Regions from separate parts of the Mus musculus genome. Here regions 1, 2, 4, 5, 6 and 7 are each linked to region 3. Evidence: chromatin contacts called from public HiCAR-type, HiChIP or PLAC-seq and promoter capture Hi-C data. All regions are on one chromosome and are shown on one strand. The core of a region is the stretch at or near the end of the contact, and the rest is flanking DNA. Distances in the headings are between cores, read along the strand shown.

Evidence for each region. Promoter capture Hi-C pulls out the DNA fragments that hold promoters and counts their contacts. HiCAR-type assays count read pairs that join an accessible place to other places. HiChIP or PLAC-seq counts read pairs in DNA pulled down with a chosen protein or histone mark. Capture Hi-C pulls out chosen DNA fragments and counts their contacts.
Region 1: a promoter capture Hi-C map of liver shows a contact between it and region 3, with 4 times the contacts expected there. The contact joins the enhancer-like site here to the promoter of Elovl6 in region 3. A contact is called at or near these places in 3 of 39 promoter capture datasets (hippocampal neurons, liver and pre-B cells), 2 of 484 Hi-C or Micro-C datasets (the N1E-115 cell line and pre-B cells), 2 of 115 datasets of contacts at active chromatin or transcription factors (astrocytes and stem cell-derived neural progenitor cells) and 1 of 9 other capture datasets (adipose tissue).
Region 2: a contact with region 3 is called in an H3K27ac HiChIP or PLAC-seq map of thymic regulatory T cells, with 6 times the contacts expected there. The contact joins the promoter of Cyp2u1 here to the promoter of Elovl6 in region 3. A contact is called at or near these places in 1 of 39 promoter capture datasets (pre-B cells) and 1 of 115 datasets of contacts at active chromatin or transcription factors (thymic regulatory T cells).
Region 4: a contact with region 3 is called in a promoter capture Hi-C map of adipose tissue, with 3 times the contacts expected there. The contact joins the promoter of Fam241a here to the promoter of Elovl6 in region 3. A contact is called at or near these places in 3 of 39 promoter capture datasets (the C10 cell line, cranial neural crest and pre-B cells), 5 of 115 datasets of contacts at active chromatin or transcription factors (astrocytes, epiblast stem cells, memory CD8 T cells and 1 more) and 1 of 9 other capture datasets (adipose tissue).
Region 5: a promoter capture Hi-C map of hippocampal neurons shows a contact between it and region 3, with 9 times the contacts expected there. The contact joins the enhancer-like site here to the promoter of Elovl6 in region 3. A contact is called at or near these places in 4 of 39 promoter capture datasets (the 3T3-L1 cell line, 3T3-L1-derived adipocytes, cranial neural crest and 1 more) and 3 of 115 datasets of contacts at active chromatin or transcription factors (astrocytes, cardiomyocytes and embryonic forebrain).
Region 6: a promoter capture Hi-C map of pre-B cells shows a contact between it and region 3, with 10 times the contacts expected there. The contact joins the promoter of Tifa here to the promoter of Elovl6 in region 3. A contact is called at or near these places in 8 of 39 promoter capture datasets (the 3T3-L1 cell line, the C10 cell line, the HPC-7 cell line and 4 more), 1 of 484 Hi-C or Micro-C datasets (B cells) and 4 of 115 datasets of contacts at active chromatin or transcription factors (acute myeloid leukemia, astrocytes, large pre-B cells and 1 more).
Region 7: a HiCAR-type map of astrocytes shows a contact between it and region 3, with 4 times the contacts expected there. The contact joins the promoter of Neurog2 here to the promoter of Elovl6 in region 3. A contact is called at or near these places in 3 of 39 promoter capture datasets (hippocampal neurons, pre-B cells and stem cell-derived epiblast-like cells), 2 of 484 Hi-C or Micro-C datasets (embryonic stem cells and reprogramming fibroblasts) and 3 of 115 datasets of contacts at active chromatin or transcription factors (astrocytes, embryonic stem cells and large pre-B cells).

Annotation. Positions count from the first base shown.
Region 1 is chr3:130,682,718-130,685,642 of GRCm38.p6, reverse strand. The region is part of intron 1 of Gm36373 (a long non-coding RNA gene); the gene reads left to right. Among named protein-coding and RNA genes, the nearest start is that of Gm36373, 8.5 kb to the left of the region's middle. Within about 2 kb of position 1,587, at least 11 of the 459 cell types and tissues checked have an H3K27ac peak or open chromatin away from gene starts, as enhancers often do. A contact at or near this core is called in liver, where this site is marked.
Region 2 is chr3:131,301,671-131,304,578 of GRCm38.p6, reverse strand. It overlaps Cyp2u1 (cytochrome P450, family 2, subfamily u, polypeptide 1), which reads left to right and starts at 1,352. Exons shown (of 5, transcript NM_027816.3): 1 at 1,352-1,899. The coding sequence starts at 1,452.
Region 3 is chr3:129,531,042-129,533,981 of GRCm38.p6, reverse strand. Elovl6 (ELOVL family member 6, elongation of long chain fatty acids (yeast)) reads right to left here and starts at 1,596. Exons shown (of 5, transcript NM_130450.2): 1 at 1,487-1,596; 2 at 1,214-1,334. The coding sequence starts at 1,302. It overlaps Gm35986 (predicted gene, 35986), which reads left to right and starts at 1,594. Exons shown (of 3, transcript NR_153368.1): 1 at 1,594-1,725; 2 at 2,818-2,923.
Region 4 is chr3:127,895,051-127,898,031 of GRCm38.p6, reverse strand. Fam241a (family with sequence similarity 241, member A) reads left to right here and starts at 1,709. Exons shown (of 2, transcript NM_027482.3): 1 at 1,709-1,998. The coding sequence starts at 1,849.
Region 5 is chr3:128,000,824-128,003,578 of GRCm38.p6, reverse strand. No RefSeq gene overlaps it. Among named protein-coding and RNA genes, the nearest start is that of Gm35667, 31 kb to the right of the region's middle. Within about 2 kb of position 1,273, at least 6 of the 459 cell types and tissues checked have an H3K27ac peak or open chromatin away from gene starts, as enhancers often do.
Region 6 is chr3:127,788,385-127,791,441 of GRCm38.p6, reverse strand. It overlaps Tifa (TRAF-interacting protein with forkhead-associated domain), which reads right to left and starts at 1,570. Exons shown (of 3, transcript NM_145133.4): 1 at 1,271-1,570.
Region 7 is chr3:127,631,851-127,634,827 of GRCm38.p6, reverse strand. It overlaps Neurog2 (neurogenin 2), which reads right to left and starts at 1,692. Exons shown (of 2, transcript NM_009718.3): 1 at 1,371-1,692; 2 at 1-1,100. The coding sequence starts at 1,099. The coding sequence ends at 308.

The DNA.
Region 1 (2,925 bases), core at 338-2,837, 1.2 Mb before region 3:
CTTCATAACCGACTTGTTTGTTTATCTAGACATGAACTACCTGAAATCAGAGGTGCAGCTTAGTGTGTGGGACACAATACACGCTCAATAGCTCTTCAGTACCTGGCTGCATTAAACTCGTCAGGAAAATACACTCAAGAACGGGTTAATTGACTGAGTAGCCCAGGTTAGTTGGCGTCATTTCTACTTTTCCTCTTTGGTGGATTTCTTATTTCTTAGCCCCACCCCGTTTAAGGCTGGCAGTTGAATCTGGGACCCCACAAGCCAGGGAGGTACTCTGCCAGCTTCCTCCATCGTTCTTGAACTGACTCTGAGTACTGGCATCCTTGGTTTGATCCGCACATGCCATTCCTCTGACTTCCTGTAGTTAATCTCAAGGGTTTTCACTGTTTGCTTTATTTCAGTGAGCGCCATTGGTAGAGGGACCAAGGCTATGCAAGCCTCATGGTAAATCAAGCGCATAGTACACACATCACCAGGATAGGGCTTCTTTCTTCATCCAAAATGCTGAGTCACGTAAAGTTTTATTTGACAGTAAACAGGCTTCCAACTAATTGATCGTCATCTGTGTCACTTGCGTTCCATGAACACTTAGTGAATTGACAGTCACCGTGATTTTTGACAGCATTTGTGTTTTGTTCTATTTTGTAACCTGGGTCACTTCTTCTAAAACAAACAGTGCCAGGCTCTGTTTGTCAGTTAATAATCTGGGTCTGTTACTGTTTCATGGATATTGGCAGAAAACTTGAGACTTCTGGGTCAAAGACAAAGGACTTTGTTACAGCGGAGCAAGCAGCGTGGGGACAACACTCGCCAAGCCCCACAGGGTAGTGATAGATGCTGCGCACATGGGTAGCTGGCTCCTAGCTGCAGAACACTGAGTTTAGTGATGTGCTGTTTTATAGTGTGTGGAAGGGAAGGGAGGCAAACCCATACTTTGTCCAAGAGGGACAGTTATCCATCAATGTGGTGGGCTGCAAAGACAGCCCTAAGAAGTGGCCTGGGGAAAGAGCAGCCACGGTGTCACATGCCTGGCAAGAAAGTGCAGGGCTCCTCAGACCCCATAGCTCTGGCCTTTCCCTATTATAGTCAGATAATTGGCTTTGACACTAGTTCACTCTTAGAAGCCAGCCCAGACAGGCTCAAGGCCCTGCTGTGTCCCTTTCTATGTGGGAATTTAAACAAATACTTTCCATTCCCTTCTGTCTTCTCTTCTTTACAGTGGTGCCACCCATCCCATTGATTGGCATAGTGTTGTATGCTGTCCCTCGGCCTACATGAACCGGGTACACCCGGGAGGCAGGCTGGGCTGAAAGACACTTAGACTTCGAGAAAAGATAATGAAGCCAAGACAAAGGTTCTGATCAAGGCCCGAGAGTTTACTAAGAGACCTTGCTTATAAGGGGGAAGCCCCCCTAACCCCCGCCAGTCCATTCTTGGTGCCTGGAGCCATTCTGCCAGCACTTGGTCGCCAGGCTGGTTGCTTATTCAGGAATGCCTCAGGAAGACAGGTTCAACCTCTGTTCCTTCTGCAGGTAGCAGAAGAGCAGGGCAGTTGTCACTTCAAAAGGAGCCAGCCAAGTTGGAAAGCTGCACCGCAGGTGGCTCCACCTCATTGGCGACAAGGTCTGTGCCAGCCCGCTTCAGGCTGGGGGAGGCTACAGCCTAGGATAAAGGAGAAACTGCAATAGGTATAGAGGGCTGACGTTGTCCAGAGTCTTCGTGCACCTATCACCACTGACTTGCTCTGCTTACTGGGCAGTTTACTTGAGTGCCTGTGTTGCTTCTGTCCACGGAAATGAGGGATACTTTGTAACGCACGTTGTCATAGATGCTCAGGGGACTAAGTTTATCTCTTCTAAAGGATTCTGACAGTTGTGAAGTATTCTTTCAAGTGCACGTGATAGGACAGTGAAGATATAAATCCTTGCTTTCATGGAGACTACATTTGAGAAGGGGAGATATACCCCATAGTGTGATGTGGACAAACATGAAGAGAACTGAATCCGGGTGAGGATATGGTGATCAAAAGCTTATACAGGCAAAGTTTTTGTCAAACGCGGTGTGCTCCTGTGGTTTGTCTGAGTCCTAGGAGTGGCCATCGGTGGCTTGAATTAGGAGGAGCTTTACCCCTGGGAAGCTAGGCATGGACAGTTAGGTATGTCATAGGAAATGGAGACACATTCATGCCAAGTTGTGATTTGATGTCACACTTAATGTGGAGCACTTTTAGATCCTTCAAAGGACTCTTCAAGTTGATTGTTTTAAATCCAGGATGTAAGAAGAGATACTGAGAAGGGGGGAAGCTTTGAGTACCTGGCCACAATACTGTTCTCTATGTGACATTTCTCAGGGACGCTGTTCTTCACGGAAAGATGCAAAGAGGCCAAAGAGTTCAGAGCCGTGTAATAGATGAACCATTTGGGCTTCTACTGACATGCTTCCTGTCTGAGAGAAGTGATTACAGTCAAGTGTTAGCATCCAGGGCTCCATACTCTGAATTCTGTAGCTCAGCTGCTCTGCTCTGAATCCATCCACAGAGGTTGAGTAAGCCTAGGGCAGCTCTACAGGGGCTGGCCGGCAGCTTTTATCAAGACTATCAGAGATAGAACACAATAAGCTATGAAAATGACACACACACATACACACACACACACACACACACACACACACACACACACACCAGCAGGACTGGCAGAGATAGTGTTCACAAAAGCTACAAATGCAGAGGGACAGACAGTGGAGGTGACAGCAGAGATGACTAGATAGCCAGTCTACCATGACTACCCTGAGCAACGGCACAGGGCTGACAAGTTGGTTGCTAAGAACACTTCCTCTTCTGTCCTTGGTAGAGTAATCAAGGCAACTTGACCATGCAGGCTGAAAGAGCCCTGTCATCTGGTCTGGATGATGCTGGTCTACACC
Region 2 (2,908 bases), core at 103-2,602, 1.8 Mb before region 3:
TGGTGGCAGGGAAGAGGCAGAAGATAAGACAAATGGGTCGGATAGATTCCTGCTGTGCCATGAAAAAGGGGGACTAAACAGCTTAAGATAATTTGTGAATTGAGCTCACCCGATAGTAGTGGGTTAGAGAATGGCATAAAGAGAAGGAAATGCCGTATTGGAGACTGCATCTGCCAACAAGCAGCTGGAAAGTGTATGTGTGCTCTGGGGAGAGTACAGTACTCCTGTGATCGCACCCAACAGTGGAAGCGTAAACAGGGGGCTTCCAATTAAGGCTGGACTGTGAGTTACAGGAGCGGCCAGTTGCAAGACAGTAACAAGATAATAATGAACATCTTAATGTCTTATACTCGGAAATCTTGTTTAAAGTCACACAAGAAAAGGAATCTGATAAGGGTTAATTACTGGAAATGTGACAGGGGCTTTTGTAGTTTGTGGAGGGGAGAAGGAAGAATGTATTTGTGTACTTTACTAACTACGGCAAAAGCAGTAGAGAACAGTAGATATTTTTTAAAAACCCACATAATAGGAAAAGAAGTCACCACCCTTCAAGCTTTGGTCATATTTATAACGCACCATAGTGTTCAAATTCTGTGTGGTGTGTGCGTGTGTTTGTTGGGAGGGAGTGATCTAACACAGGAACCAAACGTGGATCACAGGTGAAGCACTTCCCTACCACAAGCATGGGCTAGAATTTGACCCCCTCCCCCAGCATGGTAGTATATGTCTTTAATATGTGAATTCTGGAGGCAGATGTAGGTGGATCTCTGAATTGGTAGCCAAACTGGTCTACATAAGGAGTTCTAGGCTATCAAGATTCAAATAAAAGTAGAAAATAGAAATAAGAATAGAAAAATTAAAATAGAAAAAAAAGGGGGGGGGGCATCGACAATTCTAGGGAGAGTCTAACCGAGAGAAACCACAACATCTGGCCTGTAAATGACAGGAAGGTAAAGCACTCTGGAGCCATCCCCAGATGTTGGAATATCCACACATCACATTGTTGGATACTAGCTCAGCATTTCAGGTCTTGTCTAAGGCTAATTAATAAAGCAGTCACCCAGCCCGGGTTCTCTGAGTGTTTTGATATAGTCAGGCCATATGCAGAAACCCACAGAAAGCTCACACCCCCTGGAGGAGCCTGCTGCTGCTAGTGCACTAAACTGGCAAAACAAACAAACAAACAAACAAACAAACAAACAAAACCCCACTCAGGACAGCTCAGCTGTGCTGCGAGAGACCACTCGTCACCACCAGCCGTCCCGTAGGACGTCCCGCCCCCACCTTATGCAGGAGCAGCTGACTGGAGGATCCCGAGAGGGGCACGCGGCGCAGCCAATCGGAAGGGCGTGCCTTGCCCTGCCTCGCGGTTGACCTTGAGTCATGTAGCCGGCTACTGTCGCGGTGCCGGCGCGTCTGCAGCGGAGCTAGATGCAGGCGGTACCTGGGACATGTCCTCGCTCGGGGACCAGCGTCCCGCGGCAGGGGAGCAGCCGGGAGCTAGACTGCACGTGCGGGCGACAGGAGGCGCGCTGCTACTTTGCCTGCTGGCGGTGCTGCTAGGCTGGGTTTGGCTGCGGCGGCAACGCGCCTGCGGCATCCCTCCGGGGCCCAAGCCTCGGCCACTCGTGGGTAACTTCGGGCACTTGCTGGTGCCGCGCTTTCTACGACCGCAGTTCTGGCTGGGCTCGGGCAGCCAGACGGACACGGTGGGCCAGCATGTGTACCTGGCCAGGATGGCCCGTGTCTATGGCAACATCTTCAGCTTCTTCATCGGCCACCGTCTGGTGGTGGTCCTCAGCGACTTCCACAGCGTGCGCGAGGCGCTAGTGCAGCAGGCTGAAGTGTTCAGTGACCGCCCGCGGATGCCGCTCATCTCCATCATGACCAAGGAGAAGGGTGAGCGCGCCGCGGGCTCAGGATCCCCAGGCGGCAGGACCTGCGTCATGACCAGCATAGGGGATAGAGGACGGAGGCGTGGCTTTCTAGTGTGCGATTAAAGTGGGAGACACACTGGAAAGTGAGGGAGGTGTGGGCACCAAACTGTAAAATAAGGACCACCCACCCCGGAAGCCTTCCTTTGTCCCAAGTGAGGCCTTCTCACGCATAGGTCTGATCTCAACGTTTCTAAACATTGGCTGTGTTAGGAAAAGGGGGAGGGGGATTCATTTCACCGAGTATCATTCAGTTGCAAAAGTATAAGAAGATATTTTTTTCCCCCTTAGGAATGGCCAGAATCCAAGCTAGGAGACTGGTGAACCGGATGTGTTCATAGCCTCTAATATTTTGGCAAAGAATGTGGCTGCTCCCCGCGGGTGACTAAAGAACTTGCCTGAGGTTAAATTTAAGAGAAAGTGACTAATTTTTTTGAGAGAATATTTCAAGATAGCCAGTCTGTTCCCAGAGCCCGTGTATATCTCCCTCGGCAGACACAGGGTCTCGATCTCCTATTCTCCAGCCACCTGTCAATCCTGTGTTCTGTCTTCAGACACTGAAGTACAAGACTGAATCCATTGTGGGTGGCATATATATGCTTCGGTTCAGGAGAGTGGCCCCCTGACTTCATACTTTGATATCCCCTCCCTCACCCCATTTCTAATTTTGCCTTGGAAACTCCCCATGTAAGGCCTCAGAAAGCTCTGGAATTGGAGGCACCTGTAATGGGGAGGGCAGGTGTGAGCACTGGGCTGGAGCACGGAGAGCTTGACTGCTATATCAAGGGTAGTTAGTTCTTGTTCCTAAGGCCACTCCAGCCTCTGCAGAAAACAGAAGTTGGATGCGCTGAATTGCGTGCACCTTAGTGGCCTCTTGGCTAGAGTTGGGTTCAAGATGAAGGGTGTATGACAGCCACTGTGTAAGATGCTTCTGATTTAAGACAGGGATCTGTAAACGTTCACTCTGAATGAAA
Region 3 (2,940 bases), core at 347-2,846:
GCAAGCTGAAGGCCAAGGGTGGGCGCGCTCCCCGCGGGCGAGAAGGGGCGGGAGCAGCAAGCCCGGGATCGGGCTGGAGAAGGCGAACCCCCGGCGGCTGCCACCACCCGCTCCAGCCCGGGAGCGCCGGCGTCTCCGGTTTCCCATTGATGAATGGAGGGAGGGAAGGCAGGTCGCGAGCGCCCTCGCACGCGGCAGCGGAACCTCCCGGAGCCCGGAAGCCCCCCGAGGGCCGGCCGCGGCGCAGAGGGGGTGGGGTGGGGGTGGGGAGATCGAGGGGGCTCGCACTAAACCGGAGGGAAACATCTCCAACCACAGCACGGTCTACGGGAAGGAGGGAGCTCCCTTCTTAAAATACTGCAAGGTGACACCGGATCGCCTCCCACACGGGGATTTTTCAGAAGACTGACCGGAGGAACTCAGTAAACAAGATGTTTTCCCGGATTCGAAGTTCTGGGGAAAGACCTCCGAGACTGCCCTGGCAGGAGCCTTCCAGTACTTAAACTGCTGCTCCACGCGGAGAAGCGTGTCCAAAAGGCGTTTCCTTTACACAGAAACTTAATAATGGCGTGGCTCCACTTGCTCGGGTTCATTCATTTTTATTGCAGTTTTCATTGTCCCCTCCTCCCCGATGTCTTTATGAAACCGGAAAGTAATCTGAGTGGGGAAGGGGTCCTGGACCCTGGGCATCTACGGCTGGAGGCGGCAGTCAAGGGAGGGCAGTAAAGTGGAAGAACTACAAGGAGAAAGGAAGGACACGAGGGATGGGGAGAGGGAAAGGACCAGAGAGAGGCGGGCTGAAGAGGGTTAAAGGGAGCGGAGACCGGGTCCTCCCTCCACTGCCTTGCACGCTCCAGTTGCGGGAGGCCAAGCAGAACCCCCAAATCTAAGCGAAAGCAGGGAGACAACACAGGTGGGATAGCTGGATTGTAACATGCCTCTGTCTCCCGTATATTATTACAGGTACACATATTATATGTTCTATGTTATATAATCTACACAAAGATGCCCGCGTGGCCGCGGCTCACACAGAGCACCCCCCAAACCGCACGCTTCCATGCAGCTTCAGAGTCTCCTGCAGACATGAGACCCTGGAACTCCGCGATCTGCTGGCTACTGCCGGCAATCCATCCGTCGCTCCGCTCACGCTCAGACCAGGAATACCGACATTAATGCACTCCCGGGAATAGTATCTCGCGAAAGCATCACCTACCAGTTTTCCTGCATCCATTGGATGGCTTCGTTCTCGTTGAACTGCTTTTCGAATTCATATTCTTGTAAAGTCAACACTGACATGTTCATTGGGGCTGATCTTCGGAGTCGCTACGTGTTCTCTATACAAAATAAAAAAATCTGTAAAGAGCCTTTTATTTTGAGTGCTCTCCTGTCTGCTTCCCCCTCCCACCCCCCTAGGTATTGCCCCGCCGTCAGTCTCCTGGCCGATCTCTCTCCCAGCCTCTCAGCTACATCCAGGGTTGAGCATTGCCTGCGCCTCTGCTCCCAGCTCCTAGCTCAGGGGCTCTCCTCCCAGCGTCCGCATCCACCGTAGGAGGAAATGAATGCCTTGCGGTCTTAGTGCCCGCACGTTTGTCCATCACGCTTTTTACTCGTCTACAGGGAAATCTCCTCCCCCTCGTGCGATCGGGAAAATTAACCCTTTGCGCGAGAGGGCGCAGAAGAGCAAGACCTCCCATCGCCCTGGGGGATAGTTTTGTTTACAAGAAGGTGGTTGGTGGACTGGGGGAGGGGAGGGAAGGGCGCCAAGAGGGAGGAAGTGGCCTTGAGGTCATACTCAAGCCCATTCGCCACCTCTTGGGCCTCCCTGCCTGGCCTTTGAATGAAGTTTCAGAGTGAGAGGCGCAGCCCTGAGGCGCGTGGACCTGAAAGCTTGGCGAGTAAACAATTGGGAAATAGTAAAATCTGCCAGGTTCTCTGGCATGAGAACTCCAGGCAAATAAATGTGAGGATCACGTCTTGCGATCTAGTCTCCTCACTACCTCGATCCCGCAGCACCCTCTGAGACCACCTCCACCGGGCAGCTTGGGCGCGGATTTACCTTGACCTTAGGGCCAGGTAGCCTTCGGAACTAAGACCACGTGCAGACAGGATGCTGAGGATGAGGACCTGGGAAGTCAAGGTTGACTAGGAGGCAGAAGTTAGGTAGAGGGTTTGGCTACCAGGAGGGGATATTAATGAACAAAGGAAGGGAATTTGGCATACAGAATTAGGCCTACTGATCTAAATACCAAAACTTTATCTATCTGCTTTACTTTAGTTCTGCCTTATTCTTGTGAAATTAGGAAGAAAAGATTAATGTAGGAGAGGGATTTATGTAATGCTAATCCTCCCCCTGGGCTACCAGCTCACAGCAACCATTCCCAAATACTCCTTATTTTTCTGGAGGATGGTATTTTCTAGTCCTAAAAGGAAGAAGGAAGTAAGAGACAATAAGGTACCTAATAATATAATATTTAGATCCAACAAAAGATACTGATCAACACTTATTAGTTTGTTTGTTTGTTTTTTAAATGTTTGTGATTTTCAAGATTGGGTTTTTTTGTTTGTTTGGTTTGGGTTTTTTAGGTGCTTTTGGCTTTTCGAGACATGATTTTTCTGTGTAGCCCTTGTTGCCCTGGAACTGGCTCTGTAAACCAGGCTGGTCTCAGACTCAGAGATCTGCCTGCCTCTGCCTCACTCACAAGTTCTGGGACTAAGGTTCGGGCCACCACAGCCCAGCTAAGAACCTATTAGTTTAAAGATGTACATTAGGACCAGAGAGAAAATACCCTCTAAGATGTTCATTTCCTCACCTACCAGCCAACTAAAATGAGGCGAGGGCATTTCATGCAGTCAGATCATCTCAGGAAGACACTGGAGGCTGAGGCGGGAAGACTGGTGCTAGTAAAATTGCCAGAAATTTGAGGTGAGTCTGAATTTCAC
Region 4 (2,981 bases), core at 460-2,959, 1.6 Mb after region 3:
CCTATTTAATTCCTTGGCTGGGCCTAAAGACATTTTGGGTACTAGTCTTTTCTTTTTTTAAGGTTTATTTATTTTATGTATCTGAGTGCTCTATTGCATGTATACCTGCATACCAGGACAGGGCATTGGATTCCATTGCACATGGTGGTGAGCCACCATCTGATTGCTGGGGATAGGACTCAGGATCTCTGAAAGAACAGTCAGTACTGTTAACCGCTGAGCCATCTCTCCAGCCCCTGAAGGCATTTTAAAAGAGGCTTTCCCAAACGAGTTACTCGTCTCTGGGCCTATTTGTTAAATAGGAAATAATTTCCATCGACAGTCTGATATACCAGCTACACCATAACCTTTTCCTCAATGCACGGATTAAAGGAAAGCAAAACCATTCGTTGTTTTACTTTCATGCCCCCCAGTTTACCCTTATATGATGGGCTAGCAAGAAAAAAGAAAAAGAAACTCGATTTCTCTCTCTTACCAGTCGCTGAGAATTTTTAAACCATTTCTAGAAATGCACACTACGGCAGAGAGACCAGGAAATGAGCCCAGGGCTCCCACAAGCCACACACACTAGGAAGCAGAGAGAAATAGGCATGGTCACTCAGAGATGCTTAGGGAGAGGAGGCAAAAGGGGAGGAACAAGCGACAGAGAGCCTGCATTCCTTCCTAGGCACAAGCAGCCAACAGCACACCCAGGCACAGCTGAGCGCCCGCTGCAGCTGGTATGGAGGGATACTGTGTGTTTGGGTGGTCTTTCACACTCCCAGAACCTCTTACATGTGCCCACACCTTCATGCACACAGCTCCCTCTCATATGAGCTTCTTATTCTCAGTTGCCCTCTTCTGTATACCTACATCCTCACACAAACTTTCAACACCTATGATCTCCCACACTGTCCTGTCACAAAAGACTCTGGTATACAGTCTTCCACAATCTGTTGTGTACAGGCACACAATTAGACACAGGCTTTTATAATACTCTATCAGACAGGGTCTCATGCATCTAATGGTCTTTTTCATATAATCTCCTGTAAGCACTTGGTTACAGTCTGTTACAATGTTTCTTACACACACTTTCTCACAACACATAACTTCCTCCTCCTCCTCCTCCTTCTCTCTCTCTCTCTCTCTCTCTCTCACACACACACACACACACACACACTAAACACAACATCTAAGTGTGTGTATGTGTGTGTGTGTATAGTTACTCACACACAATCACACATGGGCTCTCACATGCATTAAAAACCTGTCAGATACAATCTCCCTCATGCACCTATGGCCGATTTCATACATAATCTCCCTCATGTAGTCTGTTACAGTGTTCCTCACCTCTGACACTCTCTCTCTTCCTCTCTCTCTGTCTTTTACACATACACACACACACACACACACACACACACACACACCACAGGATATCTGTCTGTTGTGTACAGATAGTTACAGATACACAATTTCACAGATGTCATATACTTTAATAGGTGTCAGACACATACAACCTCCCTCAGGAGCCTATGGCCTCATTCATAGTTTCATGCACTAACTGGAATAATGCTACACCTCCCTTGGTTCCGCCCCTCCCTGGCCCCGCCCCTCCCAGTACCCTGCCCAACCCACCAGGTCCCGCCTTCATTGGGCCGCGGTCCGCTATGGCCCCGCCCCTCCTCCCGCCCCCGCCCCCGGGGTTCCGCCCCCGAGCTGGGGGTGGGGCGAGCGGCTGACAGGAGGGGCGGGCGGCTCCTGCACTTCTGGCCCCCAGGCCGGCGGGCGCGCTTCTAAGGATTCCCGTGTGCGTCGGGAGTCCCGGTGTGGCCAGCGGCAGCCGTGCGGGCGGCCGGAGTCGGCGGTGGGATGTGCTCGGCCAGGAAGCTGCTGCGGGGCGGCGCCGGCAGCGCCGGCGGGGAGTGCGACGAGGACGGGGCGGCGCCGGCCGGGCGGGTTGAGGAGCCGGAGCACGGGGCGAGCCCGCGGCGCCGGCGGCCGCAGGACGAGGGCGAGCAGGTGAGCGCGGGCGCGCGGGCCGCGGGGTGGCGGCTGGGCACGCGGCGAGCGGTTGACGGGCGGGGCCGGGCTCGGTGGAAATGCCCTCCGGAGCCTCACCTCAAAACCACCCGGCAACTTGCGCTACGTGGGCGCGCCGTGCGCTCGAATTCCGAGCACTGCACGCGCCCTGGACGGGGTGGGCGGACGGCCCGCACAGAGGATCGGGAAGCACGGGTCGGTGCCTAGGTGACACCGGGACTCTCCCAGAGCAAGTTTCACAGCACCACCGAGCAGAGCTGAACTTCATTTTAGAAGTGGAAAGGAAAAAAAAAAAAAGAAAATTGCCTGCTGTGAGCACCAAAGGGAAGGAAGCTTTAGTAACAGACATAATAAGGAAACTGGGTACTTTTAAAGTTCTCAGAATTGGATATCATTGAGAAGACTAAGGGAAATTATAACATCAGATATCTGTAAGACTAGACTAGCAGTTGAATGTAAAGATGGAGTTCTACGTGGGACGATTTTTTTTTTTTTTTTTTTACAGGCAGTACAGTAATTAGCTACTCAAAAATCCCCCAGATACAAAGACCTTTAGAAATCACATAAGTAAGCCTAGACTTCTGGAATCATCAGTTAATAATACCTGTAACTTGTCCTCTAATATCACTAAGTACATTAATAACTAAATACATTAATAAAACCCATTACTTAAGAAACAAAAATAATGCTAATGTGGGCTTGATCACCGTGTAGACAGTAATTATTCATCTATGTGACAATATAGGAGCCAGTGACTGAAGCAAATAAATTGGTAGCTAGGAGATCTTGCTGGTGCCCTTGCGGGCGGTGTTCTTACCAAACTGTACCATGCATGTCTCAATAGAGAAGGTCTTGATTTCCTCTTACTCTTGCTCAACTGGAAAACACAGCCAGCAACTAAAACTCCCTTTCCAAAAGTAAATGTGCAAATGGTTGTAATGGCATATGTGAAATCCTTCCCT
Region 5 (2,755 bases), core at 24-2,523, 1.5 Mb after region 3:
AGTATCCTCTGAAGAAAACAGAAGCTCATTTGTCAAATACATCATTTTTAAGTTGTAAACAAATAGATAAGTAGCTATATAAACCTACGCTTCTCTGCTATTCAAACTGAGGCACACAGTGGTCTCACTGCTGGTGGGAAGCAGATATGCTGCCCTCTGGAGTGCCCGGTGTGGCACTCCTCCCATCCATCAGGAGTTCCAGCCACCATTCCTTCGGGCTCTCCTGGTTGTGCACAGATTGGGTTTCATGTAGACATGCAAAAAATAAAAAAATAAAAAAAAATCTCTAAGCTTATTCGACATGAAATACAATACATTTGCCAGATAACCAGGACCCTCATATTCATCATAAATCAATTGTGTTTATCCGTAGCCAAGAAAGAACTAGAATGCGCTTTCCTCATTTGGAAATCCAATCTGCTCTTCACAGTAATTATGCTGCCTTTCGTATGAATCATGGTCTCGCACCACAGTGTCAGGGCCCGGCTCGCTCGCTCGCTTGCTCGCTCGCGGCTGTGCAGCACTGAGATGATCCTCGCACTTGGGGGTAGGATTTGGGGAGTTATTGAAGTAAATCCTTTTACTCACTAGACTTTCCCTTTTTTGTGTGTCTCATCTTCAGTCTTTTTGTTCAAATTTTACAGAAAACTTCTGAAAGCCGTCGTAAGCAGGGCAAGAGCACCCTCACCAATCCCCCGGAAGCCACGGAACTACACTCAAGATGGGCGAGGGCTCTCCCCTTGCTCTCATCCTGGCTTTCCCTCAGGAGTCACCACACAGCCAGCTCCCTCTTTTATTTATCCTTTCCACACAGTTATGTTACAATGATGTGCTGAGACTCTCTCCAGTGTAAGAGTCTTCATAGCCAGGCATTGTCCAAATGCACACAAACAAACGTGAGTTGTTCTCTGTGCATCCTCTGTAGAAAGCATAGAGAGAGGTGGGGGTCTGAGGCCCAGCCATCTTTAGTGACATATATTGCTGAAAAGTAAGACTGTAAACGGGAAGCCATGTCTATTTGAGACCTTCTGGAACGTGAGGCGTGGGGGCTTGACCTTATAACCCACTGCCCTTCATGCAGTTAACTGCCCAATTGCCAGAGGAAACCCGTGAACCCAAAACGACAAAAAGGGTCATCTGAGAGGGCGCACCACCAGGTGGGATGTGAGGAAATAGGAACCCAGGAGCCACTGTGGACACCATTATTATGTGTGTGGACACATAGAACATAGTAACAAAAGGAGGGACTTACCACTGTGGCCACAAGTAGACTTTTGCACCGTTGGTGACTGGTGTTAGTTCTCTGGTCCTCTGCGTAAGGCCCTTCACTGGGCAGTCTGTGTATTTGTAAGATGGTTGGGCTTTGCTGTTGCTGTTGCTATTGTTATTGTTGTTGTTGTGTTTTACTTTGTTTGCTTTACCTTTGTGAACAGCAGATGTCCTCAAATGGACTACACCGTGTCCCCTTCCCCCACCAGAAGTTTCTAGAATGGAGCTTTCCTGACACCTAGTGGCCAGATGAGGAATCCCTGATTTCCTTATAAGTAGTTTAATTTAGAAAGTATATTTACATCCCAAATGAAATTTTAGAACATTGCTTCACAGTTTACCACTGATCCCCTGTGAGCTGCTGGCTTGTGGGTTAAATGCAATTCTACTCCTATATTGCTTAGAATTTTAAAGTAAAATTGCTATCAACTGCGGCTAGTTCTGGGTGCATGCAAGCTCACATTACTGTGCTTCCCTCCTGTAATAGTAACTAAGCTTAAGATAAAATACCAAAGGCTAAATTACACATGAGTCTCAAATGAGAGCCTGTGTAAATTAATAAAAACTTTGCATTGTCTCAGATAAATTACAGTGAAGGTACTCTGCATACCACCAAAGGAAAAAGATAAACACTAAACTAGCTACAAAACCTACAGATCTACAGTTGTGTCCTCATAAGAATGCTAGAGAAATGGCAGCACACAGCATGTGGGAATATAACCAAACAATATCTGATTTGACTGAAGGCCCACTCCATGGGATGGAGCCTATGCCGCCATACCTAGCACTGTTTAGGTAACCAAGAACCTAAGACTAGATGATCCAGGGACCTGAGGCAAAACCAAATACTACTGCTCTGTGGAACCACAACTACAACAAAATATAGCAATGAAATGACTCCTGGTGACATTTTGCTGTACGTGTACATTAATGTGTTGCCCAGTCAACATCAGAGAAGTTTCCCCCTGCATCAGATAGGCACAAATACATACACCCACAACCAGACATTATGGAGAATGAAAGATCTCAGAACACTCAGCCCTAAACGAGAGATCTCCATCAAAACTCTCCCCCTCTAGAGTCATCAGAAGAGGAAGCAGAAAGAATGTAAGCACCAGAGGGGATGGAGGACACCAAGCAAACAAGACCCTGTAAATCAACACGAGGAAAGCTCATAGGAACTCACAGAGACTAAGACAGCATGCACAAGACCTGTACAGGACTGCACCAGTCAGGGTCCTCAGCCTGTGTAGTACTACATAACTAGCAATGTATAAACAACATGTATACACACAACATATATACATACATACACATACATATACACATACATACACATACATACATACACACATACATGCATGCACACATGCATACATATATATACACATACATGCATACATACATACATACATGGATGCATACATATACACATACATATACATACATGCATATATACACACATGCATACACACATACATACACA
Region 6 (3,057 bases), core at 321-2,820, 1.7 Mb after region 3:
TGTTAGGTACACCGCAGCACTGACAACCCAGCTGCGCACGCGGGACAAGCTGCTCCTAACTGACCCCTGTGTCCTGTGAAACCAGTGAAGGACTACCGGGCTTTGTTTTTGCACAAGGCTGATTGGTTGCAAATACCACAGATGAGAAGCTACGCAGAGATGTTTTTACTAAAATGAGCCAGGTGTCCAAACGGTTTAAAGGGAAGTTTGCACGGCTCCCCTGGGTAGGGGTCACGCATGCCATCAAGGTTTCTCACGTTTTTAGAATTTGCTGTAAATGGAGGTTCCTCTGAGTCGATATGCTAGCGATTGTGATTACAAGAAGGGAGTTTTTATTTTTGCAAAAAAGCTTCTCTTCTTGACAAACACCCGACACCGAGCTGGCAGAAGGGGAAGAGAAACTTGGAAGAAACAAAAGATAATTTTACTCTCTTGCCCAACTCCCTCAGTTGCCATGGCCCCACCGGGTGTCTTAGAAGACATTTGTCCGCGAATTTTACACCAAAGCAGACCTGCACTGCCGACTCAGCAGCCTTTCTGGTTCCCAATCTTTCAGAGAGAGTGGGGGCAACCAAGTACGGAGAGGAGAGCGTCAGGCAAGCTCAGCGCTTTCCAGCGTTGGCGATTCTCGCTCTGCCCACCCTCCACTTCTTATCCCCACCCCGGCCCCACTCCCCTCCCTGGCCGCGGACCCCCCACGGAGCCTCTCCCAGCAACCGGATGCGAATCCTCTGGGAAAATTGGAAAATCCCGGATCACAACGACGCTGGGCTTTCCTGTGACCCGGCTACGGCCGGGAGGTGGGTCTGGAAGAGGCTTGTGCACTCCGGACTGGGATATTTCCCAAGTTCAATAACAGCATGTGACGGCGGGGGACCGGGATGTCGGCTAGTGAGCCAGAATGCACAAGCGGCATCCTTCTAGTTTCCGATTGGATGAAAAGTTTGCAAGAATAGGAGAGGAAAGACATACACACACACCGCTCCCCTCCCCCAGTATTGTTCGGTTCCTCCCTTATTTTATAAAGATCACGTATTTCATAAGCTTAAGATCGCGCTGGCTATATATTTTTTCAACCTTTCCTTAGTATATAGTGCAAGACTGCCTGTAAACCAAGCCAAGGAGAGAGAGAGCGAGAGCGAGGGAGAGGGAGAGGGAGGGAGGGAGGGAGGGAGGGAGAGAGAGAGAGAGAGAGAGAGAGAGAGAGAGAGAGAGAAGCAGGCAAGCGACAGTCCCCCACTCTCAAGCTAAACAGGTGACCAATAGGTACCTGGGGACTTGGAGGTCCGTGAGTCTTGCGGAGCCTTCTGGTGGAAGCCTGGGGATAGGGGTGGGGGTGGGGGACCGTCGCTGCCAGCGCCGTGGGAGCTCGAGGAATCCGCAGGTCGCTGGTCCTCCCACGCCACCGAGCCTCCCACGGGCGCGCCAAGAGCGGCCTCGCGCGAGTGACCTCGGCAAAGCCCTTGCCGGGAGGAAAGCCCCGCAGAGCCAGGCAAGAGGCTGCCGCCGCCGTCCAGCCCTTTTCCACAGGAAGCCCTGCCCCCTGTCGCCTCTCTGAGGTCTCCTGACTGACCGGGTTTGAGTCGCCGGGCACCCGGGGCGACCGCACCTTCTCCAACAAGAGGCAGCTCTAGATGGCATGTGACCCGGGAGCTGGGCTTTGAGAAGAAAGGAACTGGGTCGGTTCCAGATTAAGAGCTGCTGTGGGGTGGTGGACCAGCAGGCAGTTGGAGGACTCGTTGGGGACCCTAAGAATGTGCGCCTGATCTCGGGCCTTGGGAGGCAGTGGCTACTCTCTGCTCAACCCGAGGCGTGGGGAGCGGATGAGAGTCCAGCCAGACAGGATTGGAACCTTCCTCGGGATGCTGCCACCCTGCGCACAAGCCGTCCAGAAGCCTCCTCACCTGTCACTTCCGGCTAACCAACCTTTCTTCGCCCAACACCTAGTGCTGAGTGGTGACAGGGGCAACAGCCTCGTGAGGGTCTTTCAGAGGACCGACTGGATACCCGGACACTAATTTCCGAAGTTCAAGGAGGTTGGGATGGAAATACAGAAGGCAGCTGTGGAGAGAGGTAGGAGAGGGCTTCTATTTAGGGAGAAGAGCGATGGAGAGCAGAGCGAAGAGAACCAGAGTGACTGTAGAAGTTGCCAAGGATGTTCTAGTTGTCCGTTCCGTCGTCCCCTCTGCTTGGGAACCTGAATAGCAATTCCCACAGTCTTTCCATGGAAACTGTTTATTTGTCTGGACTCTGTCCTTAATGTCAGGGGAGGTAGGTCTTTTTCTGGGACAATAAAATGATGTGGCTTCTGCACTGTTGTCAGTCTACTGGAGGGCCTCCCCCCCCCCCCCAATTCTGCTGGGAAGCCTCGGCTGGGAAAGGACTTAAGTACATTTAAGTGAGGCAGATTCCAGTAAGGGATGTAATTTCGTTGGTTAATGATCAACGTTTATTATTCCTTCTTGGAAGAAGAGACAGCCACGGAATCTTCTTTCGATTGAGCTGTATCAAAGCAGGTACAAGATAAGACATTGCCAAGTGATTGTGCCAAATAAACCCAGGCAATAAAGTAACATAAAAATCGGAGTTTCTGCTCTCAGATCTCTTTCTTGTTAACGGTTTTCTTTTTAGACAAGGTTTTGTCATGTAGCTCAGGCTAGCTTCCAAGTCAAGACCCTTCTGCCTCCTGTGAATCCTAGCGTCATGATTGTGCTCCATCTGAACTCTTTAATCTTCAAAGCTGAGTTGAAGAACATGTGAAAAAAATGTGACGAATAAGGGAGTAATAAAGTGATGGACATGGTCAAAGTGCATTAACACAAGTAGAGAAATAACATAGAAACCTTCACTTTATACTATTAATATTTAAGTAGGGGCTATTAACAACACTGACAGAAGATACAGGTTAAAATTCAGGATGCTAGAGGGCATGCTCTTTATTTTCCAGAACTGTCAGGCATGATTGATCCCAAAGAGACTCTAAGTAAGCATGCAGGTCCACATTAGAATCTAATCTCGGTCACAATTGCTTGACCCTGACAACTAGTTAAAAAATAA
Region 7 (2,977 bases), core at 443-2,942, 1.9 Mb after region 3:
AGAGGGGAGGAGCGTCAGTCTGCTCTGCACACTCGTTAGTTATGGTACTTTTTCTCAGTGTCTTTTACAGTCTTACGAGGTTCCCCACGCCAGCCCCCACTCCCACACGCCATAGTCCTCTTTGACCATAAATCCTCACATCTTCAATAAACCAGAGCTGGTCTCCACCCCCGAATGCACCAGCCGCCGAGGGGATTGCAAGGGCCACCTCTGCTCTGTGAAGTGGAGTCCGGGGCGTGGAGGGTGAGGGGCGGGAGAAGGATGGGAAGAGGGCCGGGTAGAGGACGAGAGAGGGAGACCCGCAGCTCTAGATACAGTCCCTGGCGAGGGGCAGGTGAGGCGCATAACGATGCTTCTCCGGAGGTGGGGGCTGCCAGTAGTCCACGTCTGACCCGGGGCTAGCGGGCGATAAAGTGCAGCTGTATGGGGACGTGGAGTTGGAGGATGACGCCGGGCTGTTGGTGCAGCTCCAGGAGGAAGGTGGAGAAGGGCTGTCCCCGCTGGCGCCGAGCGCAGCTCCCGGGCTCAGGAGCACCGCCTCCGTGAAGAGCGCCCCCTGGAGGCCACCGGCGCCGGCGCAGTGGTCCGCCAGGCGCAGAGTCTCGGTGAGCGCCCAGATGTAATTGTGGGCGAAGCGCAGCGTCTCGATCTTCGTGAGCTTGGCATCCTCGGGGAAGGTGGGCAGCACCTCGCGCAGCGCGTCCAGCGCGGCGTTTAGGTTGTGCATGCGGTTGCGCTCGCGGTTGTTGGCCTTGAGCCTGCGGGTCTTCTTGATGCGCTGCACCGTCTCCGCCGTCTTGGCACCTCGGGAGACGGCCCGTGAGCGCGACGGGCGACGCTTGCACTCGTGCATCAGGCCCAGCAGCCGCCCTGGCCGGCAACCCCCGGCACCCGACGCCGGACTGCCCTGCACCCCCTGCCCGGCTTCCGCTCCACGCTGCCCACGCGCGGAGCCCGGCCGGCGCAGCTCCTCGTCCTCCTCCTCGTCCGCGCTGGAGGACATCGGGGTCAGGGTCGCCGAGGCCGGGGAAGCCGAGCCCAGCAGCATCAGTACCTCCTCTTCCTCCTTCAACTCCAGAGTCTCAGATTTGACGAACATCCTGAGAAAGAAGAGGCAGATGAAATTTATTCCCAGAATGGACAGGGTAAAGTGTCGCTGGCGCCGCGCCCCGCCCCCCCCCCCTCCATCTCCCTCAATGTGCATTCGCGAAGATGGCGAGGACAGAGCTGGGGAGGAGCGCCCCGGGCTCGAGCCACCTTCTGCCGGTCACAGAAGTCACTGCGTCTAGAGCGATGGAGTTAGCGTGGGCGGCGTGAGCCTGCGTGGGGACACTGCCTGCGAAGTGGAGAGCCGCGGCATGCACACTTACCTACGCGGCTCCAGATGTGTCGCGGCGCAGCTGCTGCTCCGGTGTGTGTCCGGGAATGTCCCCGCAGCCCGGAACCGAGCACGGTGTCCTCCGCGCCGCGGGCTTGGCGCTTCCTAGGCGCACCTCCGCGGGGGGGCCTCTCGGCTGGGCGACTTTGCCAAGAGCCCGGACGACCGCGGCAGCTCGCCCGAGTCTCGTGTGTTGTCGTTCTCGTGCGTGGTTGTCTGTCAGTCAGTCCCTGGCCGTGTGGCTGCTGGCACGCGACTCCAAGGCACTCCAGTTAAAGCCGAGCTGCTTGTGGTTCAGTGGCTGCGTGTCTGGCACACGACTCTCCTTAAAACCCCTTATATACCACCAAGAAAACAATCAGATCTGCCCCGGGGCCCCCTCCTCACCTACCCTTCCCCCGCCCTCTCCTCCTCCGCCTGTCCTGGTCCCCCGCTCTCCCTCCCCAGCTTATTCTTTTCATCGTATTATCATCATTCATTTCTTTCCCTTTCTTTAGTCCCTCTCCCCCTCCCCTGGCCTGGCCATCCATCCTCCTCCTCCATCACCCCCGCCCCTCCGTCCCCCCTTTATCTAATCAGCATAAAATGGTTCTAAAGCTCCTGTTGGCGCTCCAGGCTGCAGCCCAAGCTACCGAAGCCGCGGCGGCGGCAGTGGCTCAAGCTGCGGCTGTTGTCGCCGCCGCTGTCTATTGTGATTGGTGGCTCGCGCTCGGCTGGAGCGTGCCGCTAATTTATTAATGAAAGGAGGTCGCGAGGCGCAGCTGGCCAATCAGTGTTCCCGGGACTCCGGGAGGCCTGCGAGCCACGCGCACCGGAGCCCGCTCCCTTTCAGCAGCTCATTAGGGGCCCGAGTGCTGGGGGCCCATGGCGGGGGGGGGGGGGGGCACCCCGACTACTGCTCCCGCCCGAGTCCTCCATACGCGTCCCGCCCGTCTCAGCCGGGGTCTCACGGGCGGGCGACCGGAGCCTTGAATTAGTGAGAGTCAGAATCCCGGAGAAGGCAGCCTGGTGGTGCTGCCGGCCATGTCTCGGCAAAGCCTCTTTGGGGCCGTATCAACTAGAAAACGGGTTTTAAAACACCTTAGTCTAATTAGGAAAAGGAAGGGGTCACGTACGTGTGCCAGACAGGAGGCACGTTGTGAGAGAGTGTGCCTGAGTTCTAGAGAAACGTGTCTATGACTGTTTGGGAAACATTAGGAGTTCACAGAGACGTCCCCTAGAAGGGGAAATTGGTCGGAGAGCAATTGATGAGCATTAAAAAAAAATAAAATAAAATAAAATAAAATAAACGCACTCACTTGACACACCCATTTTCCCTGAGACACAGTGAGGCTTCACGCCTTGACGTAATTTGGGGGGCTTCTGGTGCGGAAGGGGATGGGTACCAACAACAGGTTAGAGCCAGATGATACTATAAGGTGGCTTCCTGTGTGGGTGGCAAAGGCAGGCGTGCTACTGCTCCTAGGAGCGAGTGGATCACTCTGACACTTGTATGACCTCTGCTCCGCTCTGGGGGGCGTTGTTGAGACATAGGGCCTGTCCTCCCAATTCTGCCTTTTCAATGGGGAGAAAAAAAATAGAAAGGAGCTCTAGCTCCCT